Linked DNA regions of Mus musculus: region 2 is linked to region 1. A link is a contact called in public Hi-C data. All regions are on one chromosome and are shown on one strand. The core of a region is the stretch at or near the end of the contact, and the rest is flanking DNA. Distances in the headings are between cores, read along the strand shown. Region 1 has its middle 160 kb from the start of Gm35866. Region 2 overlaps Glis3 (GLIS family zinc finger 3).

Region 1 (5,087 bases), core at 1,617-4,116:
AGAGAGGAAGGCATGAGAGTGATGGGAAAGAAGCTCTTGTTTGAGCTTCCAGACTTAGTTGTGTCCAAAGCTTGCACTGTAATACATCTGGGCTTTTTGGTCACAGGAGCCACTTGTTACTATATAGTTTCTAGAGTCTGCATCCATGGGCTCGGGCTGGTAGAGTCTCCGGTGGCACCAAGCATCACAGAGCAGGAGGAGCACACTTTCCCATCATGGGGCCTCTACCCTGATGACTCTGTCTGATCCTAATCACTTCCTGAAGGCGCCAACTCTACACACTGAGGTTAGATCATTTCTATTCTAACACTATTAACATATCTAAACTATAGCACACGTGTCCTGATATAACTTTTATTTGTAGAGTATTTTTGCAGTACACCAGTCAATACTTCAGGTCATAGAGGCAGGTAGTGCTCTGAGGAAAGGCTGACCCCCCTCAAGGACATAGGGTCTTGGGTATTATACCCTGAAAGAAAGGCCTGTTTCCCAGTACTTGGGAGGCAAAGACAGGCAGATCTCTGAGTTTGTAGCCAGCTTGGTCTACAGAAAGAGATACAAGTGTGGCCTTGTTGCAGAATGGTAGCACATCTGACCCCAGAGAGAGTTCAAGGACAACCAGAGCTATACAGAAAAACCCTGTCTTGAAATGTGCGCAAGCACGCACTGCGTGCGCGCACACACACACACACACACACACACACACACACACACGGGGATTGGGGGGAGACAGAAACAGAGAGACACAGAGAGAGACAGAAAGACAGAGACAGACAGAGAGACACGGAGACTTTTTGACCAGCAGATATTTCTTGAGTTCTCTCTGGCACAATGCTGTTTCTTCACACTATCAATATAAGCCTGTAGTGTAGCTGGTAGTCAGGTGGGGCAGGATAAGTATTGACTTTAGAGAGAGATTGCATTTAATTAACTTTCTGAGTAATGCTGTGTCAATAAAGAAAAAGACATGGGCATTGAAGCCCAATAAGGAAGCCAGGAGGCATGCTCAGGGTTGACAACAGATGGGATCCATAAGAGGATTGGTTACATACGTGCATAAATGATGGAGGAGCCGAGAACCAGATGAAATCCTGAGACAACCCAAGCATTAGTAAGAACAGGAACTCCCGCTGCTTTCAAGCCTAGAAGGTAGAGTGACTGGAGCCAGGAGACCCAGGTTACTGGGTGGAATCTGGATCTAAAGTGTCAAGCAAGAAACAGAAATGAGAAAATGCATTAAATGAAATGAAATGCATTTAATTGAGAGCTTGCTTACAGTTCCAGAAGGCAAGTCCATGGTCATCATGGTGTGGGGACGTGACAGCAGGTAGGCATGGTCCTGGAGAAGTAGCTGAAAGCTTACAACTTATCCACATACGTGAGGCAGAAAGATTGCCTTGAGTCTCAGAAGACTTTTGGACTTTTGAAGTTAAACTAAATACATTTTTTGCACTTTTCATTAAGATATGACCATGGACCTATGGGGGCCAGGGAATGGAATGTGATGGTTTGAGTAAGAATGGCCTCCAATGGCTCATATATTTAAATGCTTGGTTAGCAGTTGGTGGGCCTGTTTGAGAAGGATTAGGAGGTGTGGCCTTGTGGGAGGATGTGTGTCACTTCACAGAGCAGGGATGGGGTTGAGATTCTAAAGTTATAAAAGCAAACCAATTTCTCCTTTTCTCTGCCTGCCGCCTGTAGGACAGAGCTAAGCTCTCAGTTACTGCTCCAGTGCTGTACCTGCCTGCCTCCTGCCATGTTCCCTGCCATGATGGTCATGAACTCTACCCTATTGCTGAGTTTCTTCACAGCAATAGAAAAGTAAGCGAGATATGGGACTTAGTTAGCTTTTGTTTGGGAACGCTTTTACTGTTTTCCTCTGTGTTTCTGTCCCACCCTCTCTCCCTCCTTCCCTCCCTTCCTGTATCCTGTTGCTTTTTCACTGGATTGACATTTAATCCTGAGTTACATCAGACATATCCTGGAAACAAACAGAGGCGTTAGGAACAGCCACATCTGCAGGAGCAACCAGTCTAGACATCTTTTTTATTTTTTTTTTCTGTTCCTGCTATATGTGGGTTGGGGGAGGGGTCCTTGTGAATTTTGGTTTCCTGGAGGGCAGCACAAACACTTGCCTATAGACCTACCAATTCTTCATGGCTCCTGGCCTGACCATGTGTCATGAAGAAGATCGGGCCATCCATGAGAACTAACCCTATTGAGTTGTTCCAAGAAAGGGGAAAGGACTTCCTGAAATGTGTGGGTCATCTGCTCTGCCCTGTTTTAAATTTCCAGAGAATGTGGCAAGCCATGGAAGCCAGAAGGTCACCTAGCGAAGTTAACTCATTTAGGTAGTCGGTTCATCTGCAATGTGTTATAGTTTGCTGCTCAACAGCGAGCAAAGGAAAAGCTTAGCCTGGCACAGACATGCTGCCTAATCTCTGTTGATATTGGGAGGGTCTGCAGCTCATCAAGTGGAAAATTAGAATTTAATGGGAAATGACTCTCGGAAAGGAATTGAGACATCTTCTTGTGTTTTACGTGTTATAAAGTTGCATGACTTCCAACTACTTAATTACAGAGCTATTCATTCCCCAAACATGTGTTGAGTAACCAGTTAGTGTGTCTCCTTAGTTTTCTTCAGAAAACAAAACTCATGAGGGTGCCACTAGGAGAGACTCCCCCCATCCCAGTATGTTCTCACTATCATGTAAGCATTTTTTTTAGATGGCTAACATTTAGGTAAAGACATATTTTAATTAACTAATCTGTTTCTCATGCTATTGTGAGGATGGAGCTGTAGATTGAAGAGAGCCCAGCCTCTAAAGGCAGAGTCGTATTCTATTCCCAACACTGCCATCTATCAGCCTCCTAGACTACGGTGAATCACATCCTGTCTAAGACTCTAATTTCCCATTGAAAGAATGAGTTGTTACAATACCCATCACACAAGGGAAAATCCAGTGATAAAAGAAATCTCTACTATGGTAACATCTATCAGGCACATAATAAATGCTCACATAATTGTATCATTACGATTTAAATAATCTCACCAGACATAACTCTTTGCCAAACCAAAATGAGCTCATATTTGTCTCTGCCCCAGTCCCACAGCTGTCTCCCTTCACTTCCTAATGAGACTAGCCAGGCACATACACAATGCTCTGTCGCATCTTCTCTGATAAGGTCTCTAGCTCTGAATCTTTTGTGTGCTCTCTTTACTCATTGTTCATCCCTAGTAAAACTATGTCATTGAGTTTTTCTTGCAATGGGTGAAGGCACTAAGAATTGAGATTGGTACTGAGTTAGCTGTCAGAAAAATTGTCATCCCTAGATGTTCATGGGAGATTTGGCTTAGGGTAACAAGATACCAGGGTGTTCTCATCCCTTATGTGAGGGGGTATGGTATTTGCATGCAACCTATACACATCCTCCTGTATGCTTTCTATTACCTCTACATTTCTTGAATGTCTCTTCCAATGTCAATGCTATAGGAAGAGTTCTCATGCTATAATATTGGAAATGATGACAAGTTTGTACACTTCAGTGCAGATGCAAATATAAAAAACAAACAAACCAGTAATTCTATCCACAGTGGGCTGAATTTGCAGATCTGGAATTGAAGATATAGAGGGCTGGCTGCACTTGTTTTCTCAGTGAGCAAGTCATGTAGCTGAATTGATAAATAAAACCATATAGTAGTGTGCACTTACACTACTCATCTGGAGGACCTGTGTGTGGTGTGTTTGACAATGGGACTCGGATCCTATTGCACCTACCCTAAAGAGAGCCAGTAATGTGAGAATCTCAAGGCATTTCATGTTAGAACTGGGTGGGTGGAGAACAATGAGCTGGGTAAAACCTGTCAGGGGATTTTGAGGTGACTACCACATGATGACCAAGATTGTGCTCACACCCTCCATGAAACATTGTTCATTCTAGGAAATATGGTATTTAGTGATTATTGGGGTTTTTTAAACATATATTAGGACTTACCTAACTTTCTCTAGATTGAAAATGAGGTTTCTAATGATGACCATTTTTATAGGTTGACACACACTGCTGCAAACTATTTGTGGGTGGAGTCCACGTCTATGACCTTGTCTGTGAGGTTGAGCTGCTGAAATTGATCTTGTGGGCATCAAGCTCAACCTGAAGGAGGTATCCCACTACCAATAGCAAATGAGCAAGCACATGTTTCATATTTGTCTTAAATGCCTTTTTAAAAACACTAACCGATTTAACTCCTGAGTCTTTGCAATATTCTGTTGGTGTTAAATTTGCCAAGTAACCTTTCTGCAGCATTTTATCACACAGTTGAATACACACACATACACACACACACACACATACACACACATACACACACACACACACATACACACACATACACACACACACACACACACACAGAGAGAGAGAGAGAGAGAGAGAGAGAGAGAGAGAGAGAGAGAGAGCTTACTAGTTGTTCTCCATCTGTGTTCCCCTATCCATCCTCTGGCCTTCTATACCTTCCTCTGAACTTAGAAGAGAGCATTGATGACTTGCCAGCCTGGCTCCCCAGACTCCCTGGGCCCTGGCCTCTAATTGTTTTCAGAGCAATGGAAATACAAGCAGTCAAGTGAAAGGCAGGGGAGAGAGCTTGGGGTGTTTCCTACCTGCTACCCTCTTGCTTGCTGCTTTGATTTGGCAACTGCAACTGTCACTTCTCTTCACTAGGTTCAAAAGCACTATTTGCTCCATTTCCCTCTTGTGAGGAGGTGCTAATAGCTTCTCACTGCTACAAGTTTCTCAAAGCCCTGGTGTCCCTTGAAGGGTTTTTTTTTTCTATCCTTTTCATGCCTGTATAGAAACTCCAATAAACAATTTGCTTCTAAATCCAAAGTGAGCACACCTGTTTTATTAAATGTTTATATTCTTCTTTATTCATGTAGATATTGTGTGTCCCTGCTTGTGTGTATGTGTAGCATATGGGTGACATGCCAGTGGAGGTCAACAGAGTGCATTCGGCCCCCTGGAACTAAAGTTACAGGTCATAGTGAGCAGCTGATGTGTTCACTGGGAATCAAACACTGGTACTCTGCAAG
Region 2 (5,087 bases), core at 1,196-3,695, 190 kb before region 1:
TACAAAAGTCAAGTATTTGAAAATTTCATATCTTTCTATCTTTATGTATGTGACTTGAAATGATGAATAGTTTTCAAATTCACCCTCTATAACTCTTAGTCTTGTAGAGAATACTTTAGCACCTCACATGTCACATCAGTCAAAAATCAGTCAGTGTTTTCCTAAAGACAGGAGAGTCTAAGGCGAGCCACCAAATTTTCTTCCCTCTGAGAAGGGGGAGTATCAGCTACATGCCATGGTGCCATAGTATGACCGTGGTGGGGACCATAAGCCCCTTTCTTCCCCATCCCTCCCTTTCAAACCTTGTTTATTCTACTTAGAGGACCAAGATTGTATAGCAAGGTGAATTTAGGCGGTTTATACCTTGGAACCTACTTTGAAACTCATAGTTAATTTTGGGTAATAATTTGTGTTGCCCTCATCTCTTCCCCCATTCCAGTGGCTAGCCTGTCATAAGACATTCACTTGGCAAATAGAAGCTTATAACAAACTGAAGCGTGCTGTCTGGCTTGAGGACTTTGTACTGTTGAGGTGACCTCTGTTTCTGCTCCCACAAATACCTTCACTGTTCCACACTGGGAGCAGGCTTCTGTCCCTCAGCACTGAGCGCCACTGGTCAGTGGAGACTATCCTGTGTACAAAGGATGTTTAGCAGCGTGCCTGCCTGGCACCAGCTGCTCAGAGGAAGTCCTTCTACCTCCAGTACACAGTCATGCTCAATCTAAAACGTCTCCAGTCTCTGATGAAGTCTCTTTAGGGGCAAAGTCACCTTGGTTTAGAGTTATAGTTAAAATATGGCAAACTGATACTCTTTCATTGCAGAATATTACAAGGGAATTACGTTGAATTACGTTGAATTCTTAGGCTGGAAACAAGTTCTCCCCAAATCATAGATTTGTTTGCCTAAATGAAATAGAATGGGAGTTTATTATAAATAAAACCAATCAACCAACCAAAATTGCCTTCTCACAATAGAAAGCCTGTAAGATTAAATTAACTTGGAATTTTTCTTTCTAGCATTAGAAAATTCTCCTTCTGAGTATTTAATACTAACTCTCAACAGTATTGGTAAAATAACAAGGGCCCCGTCCACTCTTCTGTGGTAACGCCTGAGTTAACCAGGAGGGTCTATGCCTAGTAGCAGTGGCTGTTCGATTATGCAGCCCTGTGAACCACCTGTAATAATTGTTTCCCAATTACCTTCATGCCAGCCTTTTGCATTTAGGTGGAGATGAAAACTGAAATAAAATTCCGACTTCCTGGTTCTGTGTGAATGCTGGGCATATTATTCATTTGCAATACAAAGCAGCTGTGTAATTCCAAATGAGATATTCTATCTGTGCTAGCTAGTGTTTACCATCAAGGCACCAAATTATCCCTGAATCTATTTGAAGTTCATTACCCAGCTTTCTCAACTGAGAGCACACTGTGAAAATGCACCCCCCCCCTTAGTTTTATTCAATTTCTAGGCAGTGGGGCTGAACTGCCTACATTTCCAGTCCTGACTTGATTCAGAATGTGACCCTTTGAGACTCCTAATGAGACTGGCCCAGGAGTCAGAAACAAGAGACTTGGGATATTTTTACTTTTACATTAAAATATTGAGTATTTTTGAGACAGGGTTTTGCTATGTAACCCTGGCTGGCCTAGAGCGAACTATGTAAATGATATGCTGGCCTTGAACTCACAGACATCCATCTGACTGTGCCTCCCAAGTGCTGGGACTAAAGGCATATGCCACCACACCCAGCCATATTATTTGGTTAATTAATACACAGGAAACAGTGTTCAAGTCCACTTTCTTTTTGGGAACAGCAACTTTCTAGATGGACCTAATAGCTGTCCTGGGCCTTTGGAGACCACAGTACAGCAAAAGTAGTCATTGACTATCAGGGTCAATGTTATTATGGTCCTGAGACTTTGACTTCCCAGAAACTGGTCCTGATTCCTGTCTTATCAGTTTTGATGAAGCCCCTAAAGTGCCATGCACCTGGTCAGTGTGAGGTGCAACGATCTCTCCTGGGTAGAGACATTGTTCAGTTTCAGACCTTGACTCCACACCTCTTTTTCTCTGGAAATGATAGCTGCCAGGCAAAGGAAGAACAATGCCAAGTCAGTCCCCTTTGAGCTTGTGCAGTACTAATGGGAACCGCAGGCATCCTCTTGTTCAGGGTGAGAATAAGGGTGAGAAAGAGATCGCTGTTTTCAACCTGAGTCTTCACTTTGTGCTGACAAATTAATCACCTGTTTGTGAACCTCTCTGAACAGTAAGGCTCACTGTCAGGTTTGCCAGATCACATGCACTTTTCATTGCATGACATCTTGATGACAAAGGAAATCTAGGGGTGAATGTGAACCTCGAGATGACTCAAGAGTTTGGCTTCCTTTCTGTGACTCAAGCATGGAGAAGTCACTGGTCCCGACTGGCACCCTGTGACACAGAGGAGAGGCAGCCAGGCCTGTGGATGGAGCCAAACACGTTTTCCAAGGGATGGTTTGCATCTAGGCTCTGTGGAGTCATGTTTAAGCTTGTTCATATTTAAATTTCATCCAGACACCCTACTCTGAACCGTAAATGCACCAAATATAATTGCTAATTCAGGTGTTCTTCCCCATAACTAAAGGTTGGATTTCTTTTAGGACTAATGATGAAATGTTTCAATTTCTTGATCTGTCCTGGTTACCACAGTGTGTCCAATTTGCAATAATTAACTGAGTTGCCCTCTATCATTTGTCTGATTTCCTAGGTTATAATACTAGTGTGAAAAGATTTATTTTCAAAGGAATAATGTCAAAATGGAAAATAATTGACAAAAGTTTGTAAAACAGAAAAAAAAAATAACAACTTAGTGACGAAAAGTAGAATCACGGAGTATTGTTGAGATTTCAGATGCCATTTGCATATTTTAATCAAAATCTTTGCAGTCTACATCTTTTGTCTATGATGGTTAAAGGTAGCCTGTCTCACAAATAACATTTTTCTTTGTATGTACAATAATTATTTGGTGCTATCAATCATGAAAACTCCTTTGTTGTTTTGCTGATAGTTTCTTGAGACAATACTGCTGGGTCCTCCTTATCAGCATGTGACTCTAACTGTGCACCATAGCTCACTGACCGTTCAGGTAATAAGTCAGGAGCCAATAAAAGCTAGGCTTCATCCTTAGCCTTACAAGAGTCATGGTGTCCAGGTCCTCCTTACTTTGCCAGCAGAGGTGCAGTTGAAAGCCAATCTCAAGACCATTTATGTTACCCAGATAGCCCAAGAATCCACTTCATGTTTTAGGACACACAAATTTATATTTATGATGAGGAGGCAGGGATAATGAAGATAATCTGAGTTAATGGAAAATAGAATTATAGTTTTAAAAGGAGTATTTGCTTACCACAATACACCGAGTGTTTTCCCCACCTCCTGCCCCTGTCCAGCTCTCAGTTAAACTCTCAAGTGTTAAGGCATCAGTGTGGTATCCCCACATTCTTTACGGTTGTAGACCCATGTAAGTGTACACACAGCCAAGACTTTGTCCTGTAGAAATTGTCATCAGACCACTCAGATTTCTCACCACAGTGTTCCTCTCCTTTGTAGAATAGTACAGACAGCTTTCTAGGTCAGGTCATGGAGCGCCAACACATTCTAAAAAAATTTTTTTGTAGTTTTAATTTTTTTGAGAGTTCCATACAAGAAGAGTACTGTATTTATATCATTTCTATCCTCTCTTTCCAACTTCCAACTCTTCTTGTTTTCACACCAGCATCCCTTGTTTATGACATATATATGGCTGTGTGTGTATAATTACATATATATGTGTATGTGTGTGTGTGTGTGTATATATATATATATATATACACACGTATGTATATATATGTATATACATACATATTATGACATATTAAGTTTATTTAGTCTTGCTCCTGTGTGTAAGTGTTCAAGGCTGACCACTTGGGGATTGGATAACTTACTCGGGGGTTCATCTGTGATGAAGACTGATTGTCACTCTCTTAGAAGCTATTGATTTAGGTAGCTCTTAGTAGCTCTTCCTTTAGGTGTGGAGCTTTGTGAAATTACCCACCTCCATGTTGGAATGTCATAGGGTTGAGATTTCATGGCTGCAACTCCCTGTCTTTCATGTGTGTGTTCGGGGGGTTGAGGGGGGGAGGACATTGTCTTACAGCAGACTTCCCGATTCTCTTTCAATCTTTCTACCTCTTCTTCTTCCATGTTCCCTGAGCCTTAGATATCTTGGTTCATTGTAGCTATATCAGTTGTGGTTGGGCATCACCCAGTCACTTGCTTTCTGTATCTTGATCACTGGTTAATCTCTGAATGGTCTCTGCTGAAAAAGCTACTTTGATGAAGGGTGAGAGCTATACTTAACCTGTAGGTATAAGCATAAATATTTTGGAATGCAGTTAGGAGCAGCCACTGGAAGCTAAGTTAATATATCTATGTATGAACTCTCTCTTGTTTAGCAAGCATTAATTACAATTAGAAAGCTGTTGGTTAACCCCAAGACATAAGTGCCACCATTGCACCCTTACAGACATCTTGCTGAGCTGCTCATTCTTATGGTTCATGGCTTTGAGAACTCTTTGTTGCCTTTCTCCCTAGGCAGCTTGGTTAGCAGCATTGAATACTGTGAGAGCTAGACCTTAGGGAGAAGACTTCCCGACAGTTCCAGCTCAGTTTCTTCAGGTCTTATGTCTGAAGTTTATCCTGCCCTCAGCAACATAGTCTCACCTTCAAGTTCTGAAAGGGAGCCAAGAGGAAAAGCCTATACTGTTTTGGGATTCTCCTGGATTCCTTGACCAACAACTCAAAAGAAGGTTTCTCATGCCTGGAACTGAATTTTTTGTTAGTCTGTGGCTTTTGGAGACTAAGGATGTTTGAAAGCAACATAGGAAAATATAATATCTTATGATTGGCTAGCATATATATATATCATTATGCATATTTACTTATAAGTGTGTAGACATACATATGGTAGAAACAGTGGCATGTAAGGTTAAAATGCTTCTACCACATTCTCCTTAATAACTGCTTCCCAACGTTCAGTACTGAAGACTGAGGCTTCGGCTTCTGCCTT

Evidence for each region. A called contact is a pair of places that touch in the nucleus more often than the background predicts.
Region 2: a contact with region 1 is called in a Hi-C map of muscle stem cells, with 2.6 times the contacts expected there. A contact is called at or near these places in 5 of 484 Hi-C or Micro-C datasets (muscle stem cells, myocytes, psoas muscle and 1 more) and 2 of 130 datasets of targeted methods (kidney and pancreatic cancer cells).

What each region holds. Positions count from the first base shown.
Region 1 is chr19:28,201,695-28,206,781 of GRCm38.p6, reverse strand. No RefSeq gene overlaps it. Among named protein-coding and RNA genes, the nearest start is that of Gm35866, 160 kb to the left of the region's middle.
Region 2 is chr19:28,386,594-28,391,680 of GRCm38.p6, reverse strand. All of the region lies in intron 4 of Glis3 (GLIS family zinc finger 3), which reads left to right. Among named protein-coding and RNA genes, the nearest start is that of Gm35866, 25 kb to the right of the region's middle.